Linked DNA regions of Mus musculus: region 2 is linked to region 1. Evidence: chromatin contacts called from public Hi-C data. All regions are on one chromosome and are shown on one strand. Each heading gives the region's core, a stretch centred on a gene start, on an enhancer-like site or on the middle of the called end of the contact. The rest is flanking DNA. Distances are from core to core; before and after follow the strand shown.

Evidence for each region. A called contact is a pair of places that touch in the nucleus more often than the background predicts.
Region 2: a contact with region 1 is called in a Hi-C map of cerebellar granule neurons, with 2.1 times the contacts expected there. The contact joins two enhancer-like sites. A contact is called at or near these places in 6 of 484 Hi-C or Micro-C datasets (cerebellar granule neurons, cerebellum, myocytes and 2 more) and 1 of 115 datasets of contacts at active chromatin or transcription factors (embryonic stem cells).

The regions. Positions count from the first base shown.
Region 1 is chr14:55,166,937-55,171,369 of GRCm38.p6, forward strand. All of the region lies in intron 1 of Gm46455 (a long non-coding RNA gene), which reads left to right. Among named protein-coding and RNA genes, the nearest start is that of Gm23596, 7.5 kb to the left of the region's middle. Within about 2 kb of position 1,600, at least 4 of the 459 cell types and tissues checked have an H3K27ac peak or open chromatin away from gene starts, as enhancers often do. A contact at or near this core is called in cerebellar granule neurons and cerebellum, where this site is marked.
Region 2 is chr14:55,346,141-55,350,467 of GRCm38.p6, forward strand. It overlaps the pseudogene Gm6852. Among named protein-coding and RNA genes, the nearest start is that of Gm52145, 91 kb to the right of the region's middle. Within about 2 kb of position 2,106, at least 7 of the 459 cell types and tissues checked have an H3K27ac peak or open chromatin away from gene starts, as enhancers often do. A contact at or near this core is called in cerebellar granule neurons and cerebellum, where this site is marked.

The DNA.
Region 1 (4,433 bases), core at 350-2,849:
AGGCAGAGGCAGAGGCAGAGGCAGAGGCAGAGAGGCAGAGAGGCAGAGGCAGAGAGGCAGAGGCAGAGAGGCAGAGGCAGAGGCAGAGGCAGAGGCAGAGGCAGAGGCAGAGGCAGAGGCAGAGGCAGAGGCAGAGGCAGAGGCAGAGAGGCAGAGGCAGAGAGGCAGAGAGGCAGAGGCAGAGAGGCAGAGGCAGAGAGGCAGAGGCAGAGAGGCAGAGGCAGAGGCAGAGGCAGAGAGGCAGAGGCAGAGAGGCAGAGGCAGAGAGGCAGAGGCAGAGAGGCAGAGGCAGAGGCAGAGGCAGAGAGGCAGAGGCAGAGAGGCAGAGGCAGAGAGGCAGAGGCAGAGGCAGAGGCAGAGGCAGAGGCAGAGGCAGAGGCAGAGGCAGAGGCAGAGAGGCAGAGGCAGAGAGGCAGAGGCAGAGAGGCAGAGGCAGAGAGGCAGAGGCAGAGGCAGAGGCAGAGGCAGAGGCAGAGGCAGAGGCAGAGGCAGAGGCAGAGAGGCAGAGGCAGGGAGGCAGAGGCAGGGAGGCAGAGGCAGAGGGAGGCAGAGGCAGAGGCATCTCTGGGTTTGTTAAGGGTTGATTGGGCTTTACACTTGCTCATTGCTGTTCATCACTGAAGGAAGTCAGGATGGGAATTCAAGTAGGCCAGGAACCTGGAGGCAGGAGCTGATGCAGGAGCTATAGAAGGGTGCTGCTTACTGGCTTGCTCCTCATGGCTTGCTCAGCCTGTTTTATTATAGATCCCAGGATCACCAGCCCGGGGATGGTACCACCCACAATGGGCTGGGTCCTCTGCATCAATCACTAATTAAAAAAATGTCCTATAGGCTTGAGTACAGCCTCATCTTCTGGAGCCATTTTTCTTTCTTTCTTTAATTGATAACTTAATATTTGCTAAGCAAGTTTATTAGTACATCCTTTATAGCATCAATTTTATTTTTACAAGTTCCTCTTGCATCAAAAGGACATCTGATCTTGAAGGGTGACTCTATGATATCTGTAAGTTAATAAAGATCATAGGTACATGACACTCTGCATTTATGATCAAGCAAAATCAGGCTGGCCAAGGAAGGTGCCTGAATTTCCCCTGTCTCCGTTTGGGAGCCGAATTGCACAAAAGCATATACCCACACTCAATTTATGTGTATCCGCAGATGGGAACAGACAGCTTGAAAAACTTAATAAGTATTTTTACCTTTACATGTCCCCTTTGGCCTCCCTTTTAAATGTGTAAGTACTTACAACCTAGGGGACGCTCAACAGCAAGCGATAAGGCAGACATTTAAATGGATCAGAAAGTGGGAAGTGGGAGTCTGAGGGGACCCATTCCTATTACCTGCTTTTCTGAATCTCACCAGCAGCAGATTTCCTGGAACCCTGGGCTTGTTTTAGGAGCTTGGCTGGGGGGTGGGGGGCGAGGGGCAAGGGGTGTGGGAAGGGGCGGGGGGGGGGAGGAGACAGATTTTCCTTTAGTATTGCTCTCTCTGCGTGAATAGGAAACCTTTTCCTGAAGGCTTCAACGGAGTCAGCTGGAGGCCAGCATGCAGGGCATCTCTGTTTGGGGCTGCACCTGTCACACTTTAGCCTCCAGCTTCACAGCTTGCTCTAATCCTTCTTTCTCTCTGCCTGTGGTATAGGCAGCCTCAGCGCTTCCCTCTTCCTGCTCCCAGTTCATCGAGCTCCGCAGAGAATTCCCGCTTCAGGCTTCTGCGTGTTCCACTTTACAGCCCATGTAGTCCCCTGTCTCTCTCCTGCCATTTGTCCAGCCCTTGGTCTCACTCCTTCTCCTGTTAGTTGTTCTGTGGCATCGCTGGTGTTGGGGAGGGCACATTTTGCCGCACCTCCTGCTGATCTTGGCCTTAACACCCTAGCCATGTGCTGCGGACTTGTTCATGGGCTCTCCTGCCTGCTTCCTTGTGGGGGTTCTCACCTGGATCATTAAGTTCATTGTTCAGTTATTACCTCTTTTAGGAATAGAGATTATTGTTTATTACCCTGACTACTTTTCTTTTATTCAGTGGAACCAGAAGGGCTGCTAATTCGCTGCCTTATATGGAACCTTGTTTTATTCTTATTCTTTTTTTCCTTCCCTTCCTTTCTTCCTCCACCCTCCCCTCTCATCCTCTTCCTTTCCTTCCCCTTTCCAATTTCTTGGGTGCTAGAGATGGAGCTCGGGGCTCACATGCACCAGGCAAATACTCGGCCCCAGAGATCCAGCTCTTATGTGTCAATTTTATAGCTGTGAGGTTTTCATGGACCCATTTCCTGACCTGAGACACAGGAATTAGAGATTCACTCTGTCTAGCTGGGCTTCCTGTTACCCTCTGCTGGCAGCCTTGGCTGCCTAAGAGGTGTGTGTGTGGGGTGTGTGTGGGTTGGAGGTAGGAGACTGTCTCATTAATGTCACCACCATGAAGTGGAAATGGACTCTTTCCTCCGGGTAGCAGGATCCAGCAGTATCCGGCCTGTTCACCATGCTCCGAGTAGTGGTTTGGCCCCAAGGGTGCCTGTCTCACCCAAGCACTGGGCTCTCTGAGGATGCTGAGCAGTGGAGAGCAGAGGCCTGGCTAAGCATGCGGCTGTGTTCACAGGGTCCATGGCAGATGAGTGATCTCATCTCCCGGAGTCTTAACCTCTTACACGGACGGACCTTGGTCTCCGTGGAAAGACTCAGACGTGTAGATCAGGTTATCTACATCTTTGTAGATTTCCAAGAAGGTGCTGGAGCCCTAGGGGCGAGGCTCATTTGTATTCTGCCGGCCTGCAGGATTGGCTTTGCCAGTGCCCAAAGTCTGGCCTAGGATGGAGTCCATGTGGTCATCGGCCCCTGTGAATAGCGGAATGTGGATCCTGCGGTGGCCACGCTGCAGGAGGAGGGCCTGAGTGTGATTGGCACTGTGTGTCATGCGGGAATCAGCAAGGGCTAATGGCCAAGGTGGCTGGGCGTTGGGAGGACGAGGAGAAGGGGGCGCAGAACCTTTGCTTCTCTGCGCAGGCCCGGGAGAGGCAGGATGGGAGTGGGGGCCCAGACCTTCTGCAAAGCGAGAAGGGAGAGAACTCCACGGTTGAAGAATGGATAAAGGAATCGGGGATGCCCTAGGGGATTCCTGGGGAATAAGCTACACCTCAGGACCCGGGGGTCCTGAGTTGAGGTAGCATTGTATCAGGAAGCTGTGTCTCCAGGTCCTGCACTCGCAGACTGCTCTAAAAAGCGTCCTCCTCAGGCCATCTCCACCCTCTCCCAAACACTCTCTCATAGGCCTTGGGGCACTTATACAGAAAACATTTAACCAGGCCCGGCTTACGGTTTGAGCTCATTTTCATCATGGCAGGAAGCATGGGAGCAGATAGGCAGGGGTGATGCTGGAGAAGTAGCTGAGAGTTTTCCATCCAGATTCCCGTGCAGGAAGAGAAAGGGAGACCCCAAAGTTCACCCCACCAGTGACACACTACCTCCAACAAGGCCACACCTCCTAATCCTTCTCAAGTAGCGCCACTCCCTGATGACCAAGCATTCAAATATATGAGCCTATGGGGCCATTTTTACTAAAACCATCATACCTTTTACTCCTTCTGGACACTCAGCTTGTATTGGGTGGTGCTGCCCACATTCATGGCAGATCTTCTCTGAAGAGTCTCTCTGGAACATGCTCACAGACATATACCGGAGTATGCTTTACTAATCTAAGTGTCTGTCAATCAATTAAGGTCATAGCCAAGATTAACCATTGCCACAGACCACCCCAGTCGGGTATGGGGGTCCCTGGGATGAGGATTCTCGAAGGCTAGGTGGGTAAGGATTCGGCGGGGACAAACAGAAACAAACACAGAGGCAGTTTGAATCGGAGTGTATTTTGCAGCTGTCAATCAAGGGTTTTTATACATAAACAAACAATTATTACAACTCTGAGAAGATGTGTTCAATGAAGCAGTCACGGATAGGATAGATACCATCATAGTCATTTGGCACAATAAAGCACAAAAATCATCCAAGGCTAGCGGCATAATTCCAAGAGCAGCTTAATACATTTTTATGGTCAGTTATTATTTAACTTCTAGTACCTGTTCTTTTTGTGAATCTTCAAAACGTAAATTTAAACTATTTTAATTCTTTTTATTGAAAGCTTTCTAAAACAATATACCAAAGCCCACTTCTGATGACACACGTGTAGTCATATGAAATTTTACTGTTGGGAAAGTTTTTATCTATCAATATGATCTCGTAAATGATTTATAAAGTGAAGCACTGGTTTCCCCAGAGATGAGGTCATGGTTAGTGCCTCCATCTCAAGGGATGGTTTCATACTCATTATTCTCGCTTAAGATCTTGGCCTAGGCTATCGGGAACATCTCGTATATAGGAGAAGGAATAGAAAACATAAAACACATAAGTTGCCAAGAGAACTACGACTCAGTAATTTTTCTCCAG
Region 2 (4,327 bases), core at 856-3,355, 180 kb after region 1:
TCAGGACAGGGAAACCAGTCTATACTGGAACATGAGTTTAGTAAGAATTCAATATGGCAGCACATGCCTGTAGTCCCAGAACTCAGGAGACAGGCAAGATGATGGCCAAATCCTCCAGGCCATCATGGTTTACAGAGCAACTTCCAACCAGTCAACATAGGGAGAACTTGCTTCAGTTTAAGAGAGAGAGAGAGAGAGAGAGAGAGAGAGAGAGAGAGAGAGAGAGAGAGAAGAAGGAGGAGGAGGAGGAGGAGGAGGAGGAGGAGGAGGAGGAGGAGGAGGAGGAAGAGGAGGAAGGGGAGGAGGAAGAGGAGGAAGGGGAGGAGGAAGAGGTGGTGGAGGAGGAGGAGGATCTAAGGAGGAGATTCTGAGGCATAATGTAAGTGCAGTCTCCTTTCCTTTGCTGGATTCCTACCAGCATACAATTCAAAGATGTCTCATCTCACTGAAGAATTTCAGAAAGTAGGGCAGAGGGGCAGAATGCATTAGAAAACTTGGTAGAAGGGAAGATGGGATTTTTCCTACCAGGGCCCTTACTGTTCCTTATGCGGAGGTCCTAATATCCTCTACATTCCAGCCTGTCCATGCAGAACTCCATTAAGCTACATACCTGTGCCCTCCTGCCTTCACAAATGGAGAAAGCACCTTAGGTAGATCCCTGGGGCTAGTCCCTGAGGTCTGAGCCACAAGTAAGAGATCCAGCCCCTCATAGCAACAAGCAGAGGACCCCACTGCCCAGTTGAGTCTTGAGAGACTCATACCCTCTAAAGAGTCACACCATTTGGCCAGACAGGAACTACTTAGTTTCTCTGTGATAATGGTTAGAAAGCGGACCTTTATCAAATATCTCATCTGTGTCTGCATGAAGGGCATGGGCAGGAAGAGGCATGAAGCCTCTGGTAGGAACCAGAACCCGCTTTGCCAGCCTTGTGTGAGGTCAGAGAGTGTAGTTGCTTACATCCTTCATCCCTTTTATACTGACTCCTCCTCCTTCCTTCATCTTCCCCTTCCTTTCCCTCCTCCTCCCTTCACCCCTCCTCCTTCCCATTTCCCTTCTCCCTTTTCTCCTCCCATCCTCTCTTTCAGTCCTCCTTCCTTGTCCCTCCTCCTCCTCTTTGTCCTGTCCTCTTCCCTCACCCTCCAGTCCCTCCTTCTCTCTATTTCTGTGTCACTTTAATTTTTTTTTCTTCCCTGCTCTGTACCTTCATTTACTCTTTAGTATACAAGTATCTCTTAGAACAGGGTCCCAAACCCACCATACCAGGGGCATTTTTACAGCTTGCCTGTTTAACTCAGTCAGTCTGCATAACAAAATCTGCTGTTAGACAGGGCATCGCTGGGCTGGAGAGACGACTCTGCAGTTAAAGGTTAGGGTGACAACCAAAAATATAAGAAAGGGCATTTGCATTTTATCTGTTTCTCCTATTTCTTTTTTTAATATGTTTTTTAATTAAATCTTCTCTTTGATAATTCCATACACATAAAATGCATTGTGGTTACTCTCAGCCCCCTCACTCCCACCTCTGTCAACATAAACCTCTTTTTGTTAGTTCCTTTATAATATCATGCATTCTTGCTTTGGTTTGTGACCCTCTGAGTTGAAACGAAATCATCTGTGACCAGAGGTTTGGAACTGTTCATGTGCCTGTTGGATACATGACTTAAAATAATGACTGCTCCCTACCCCCAGAATCCACCAGTAGCCAATAACTCAGCAGAGAGAGAGGTACCCCCTCCTGAGCCCATCCCTAATCAATGATTGGCTGTTGCCAGATGCAGTCCTCTGTATATTCAGTGCGTGATTGCAATAGCTACATCATGCTAGAAGATGGAATTCAGAGCCCTTCTTTCTCTTTTCTGTCTTCTCTTCCACAATGTTCTCTGAGCCATACAGAGGATGATATAAACATCCTGCATACGGGTTAATACTTGACTTTCCCTATTCTCAGCACCTAAAGCACCCGTGAGTCCCAGCATCCTCCATCATTCGTCATGAAGAGCAGCTTCTCTGACTGACATTTCTTTGTGGATATGCACATTAAGCTTAGAAGGCATTTTGGGGCCATCTCAATTTGGCTACACAACAGTAAGCTCTTTCAGTGGGATCTAACGCCTCCTCAGCCATGGACTTTTGGCTGGGTTTACAGAGCCTGGCATGAATTCTTTCCTGTGGTGTGGGCCTCTTATCCAAGCCAAGACTCATGATTATCCTAATAATAGCCATACCATGATTGTACCAGTGAGTACATCTTGCCTGGCAAGTTGGCATTGCAGTTCACGGGATTCATAGTTGGGTAAGATTTTCTCCCCTAGTAGCCTGCCATCCTGTCCTGAGACTGTGAGAGCCATCCAGCAGGAAGGAATCGTCCAGGTCACTTCCAACTTGATTTGTTTATACCTTACAATAAAGATGTGTAGTGTCATCAGCAATAGGGTCTTTTGAACTCGTTCCATTGGGCGACCAAAAAGAATGGCAGGAGCCTGTGTTGTTTTGAGAGCCTCTGAGGCTTCTGCTCTCAGCCACCTAAGTTCCTACTGGAATGGCCCATTAACATCCTGCTTACAGCATTCAATTGCTTTCTTAGTCCAAAATAGTCTCCATTTCTCCAAAGCAAAAAACAAACAAACAAACAAACAAACACAATATGGTCGGGTCTGTCACAGAAATAGCTCAGTCTCTGGACTTCTGTCTCAGTTACTTTTACTATTACTATGATGAAACACCATGACCAAGGCAACATAGACCAAAGAGTTTATTTAGAAATTATAGTTTCAGAGAGGGAGTCCATGAACATCATGGTGAGGGGAGCAGTCAGCAGGCAGGCAGATAAGGCTCTGGTGGAGCCTGAGAATTAACATCTGATCCACAGGTATGAGGCAAAGAGAAAGAGACATTGTCAATGGCATGAGCTTTTGAAACCTCAAAGCCTACCCCCAGTGACACACCTCCTTCGAGTCCACACCTTCTAGTCCTTCCCAAACAGTTCCACCAACTGAAAAACAAGCATGCAAGTATACGATCCTGTGGGGCCATCCTTATTCAAACCAAATTATATGATGCTATGAAGATCCTAATGACTTCGCCAGAAAACTCCTAGAATGGATTAATACTTTCAGTAAAGTGGTGGGATACAAAGCCAACATACAACAAGCCATCCTTTTTTTTTTTTTTCTTTGCTAATGATAGATCCACAGGGAAATAAGTCAGGGGGAAGTTCCATTCCAAATAGCCTCAAAAAATACCTTCGGGCAACCCTAACCAAGGAAGTGAAGAAGACAGGAAAAGGTGGTAAGACCTCCTATGCTCACGCACAGGTAGAATCATTATCATCAGAAATGACCAAATTACCAGGAGAAATTCAGAAAGTCAGGACAGTCTCAATCAAAATCCTCATGTCATTCTTCATTTGTCCAAAGGGGTTACTGCTGAGGTCTTCCGCCTGTGAAACCATGTGATTATTCAAGGGCGGCTGTTGTTGGGGAGTGGGTGGGAGAGCAGGAAGGTGTTGTTGTTGCTGCTGCTGTTGCTGCTGCTGCTGCTGCTGGGCAGTACAAGGAAGAAGGTCCCAGACAGACTGGGGTAAAGTGACCTGGTAGCATACTTGAGAGGCACCTAGTGCCATGCCTGGCCTGCACTGTCGCCTGCACTGCTGCCAATGCTGTCACCTTGGAAGATGAAGATGGAGATTCCACTGAAGCTGCTGGCTTTGGTGACAGGTGGTCGCATACTGTGGACAATGCCATCTGAGTCTGTGCCGCTCCAAGACCATGGCTCCAGGGATTTGAGTTCGCTCTCTGTGCTGCTATGTTGGCTGCTTGATGTGCTGCTCAGCCCTTCCCGGTTTCCCCTGATGTCATTTAGATATCCATTCTGGCCAGTCTGTCAGGCAAGTACTCTCTCTCTCAGACCCTTTAATATTCCTCCTCTCTCTTCTATTGACTTGCTTCTCCTTCCACACTGCAATAGAACTTTCATCTGGTTACCATCTCAGTCCATACTGGCATCATCGCTCTTGAGAATGAATCTCTGTTAAAATTCTGTATGCTTCTCATCTTTTATATGTTCTGAGAACCCCTGTTCAGGGATCCCCATGTTGGTGGTTTTGTTGATGATGACAGCTTTCTCTGTTTGATCAACATTGTGGTCCGTCCCAAAATAGGCAGCCTCTCGGTGTAACAGCATCCGGTGATACGAGGTCATTTGAGGGAGCTTCTTGAACTGGTTATTGTCACCGATGAAGTCCAGAATCTCTTGCTCTAACTTTAGCCGCAGCATTCTGTCCCTTGGGTTCTTTTTCAGTGTATTTACAAGAAATTCATGTAGCTC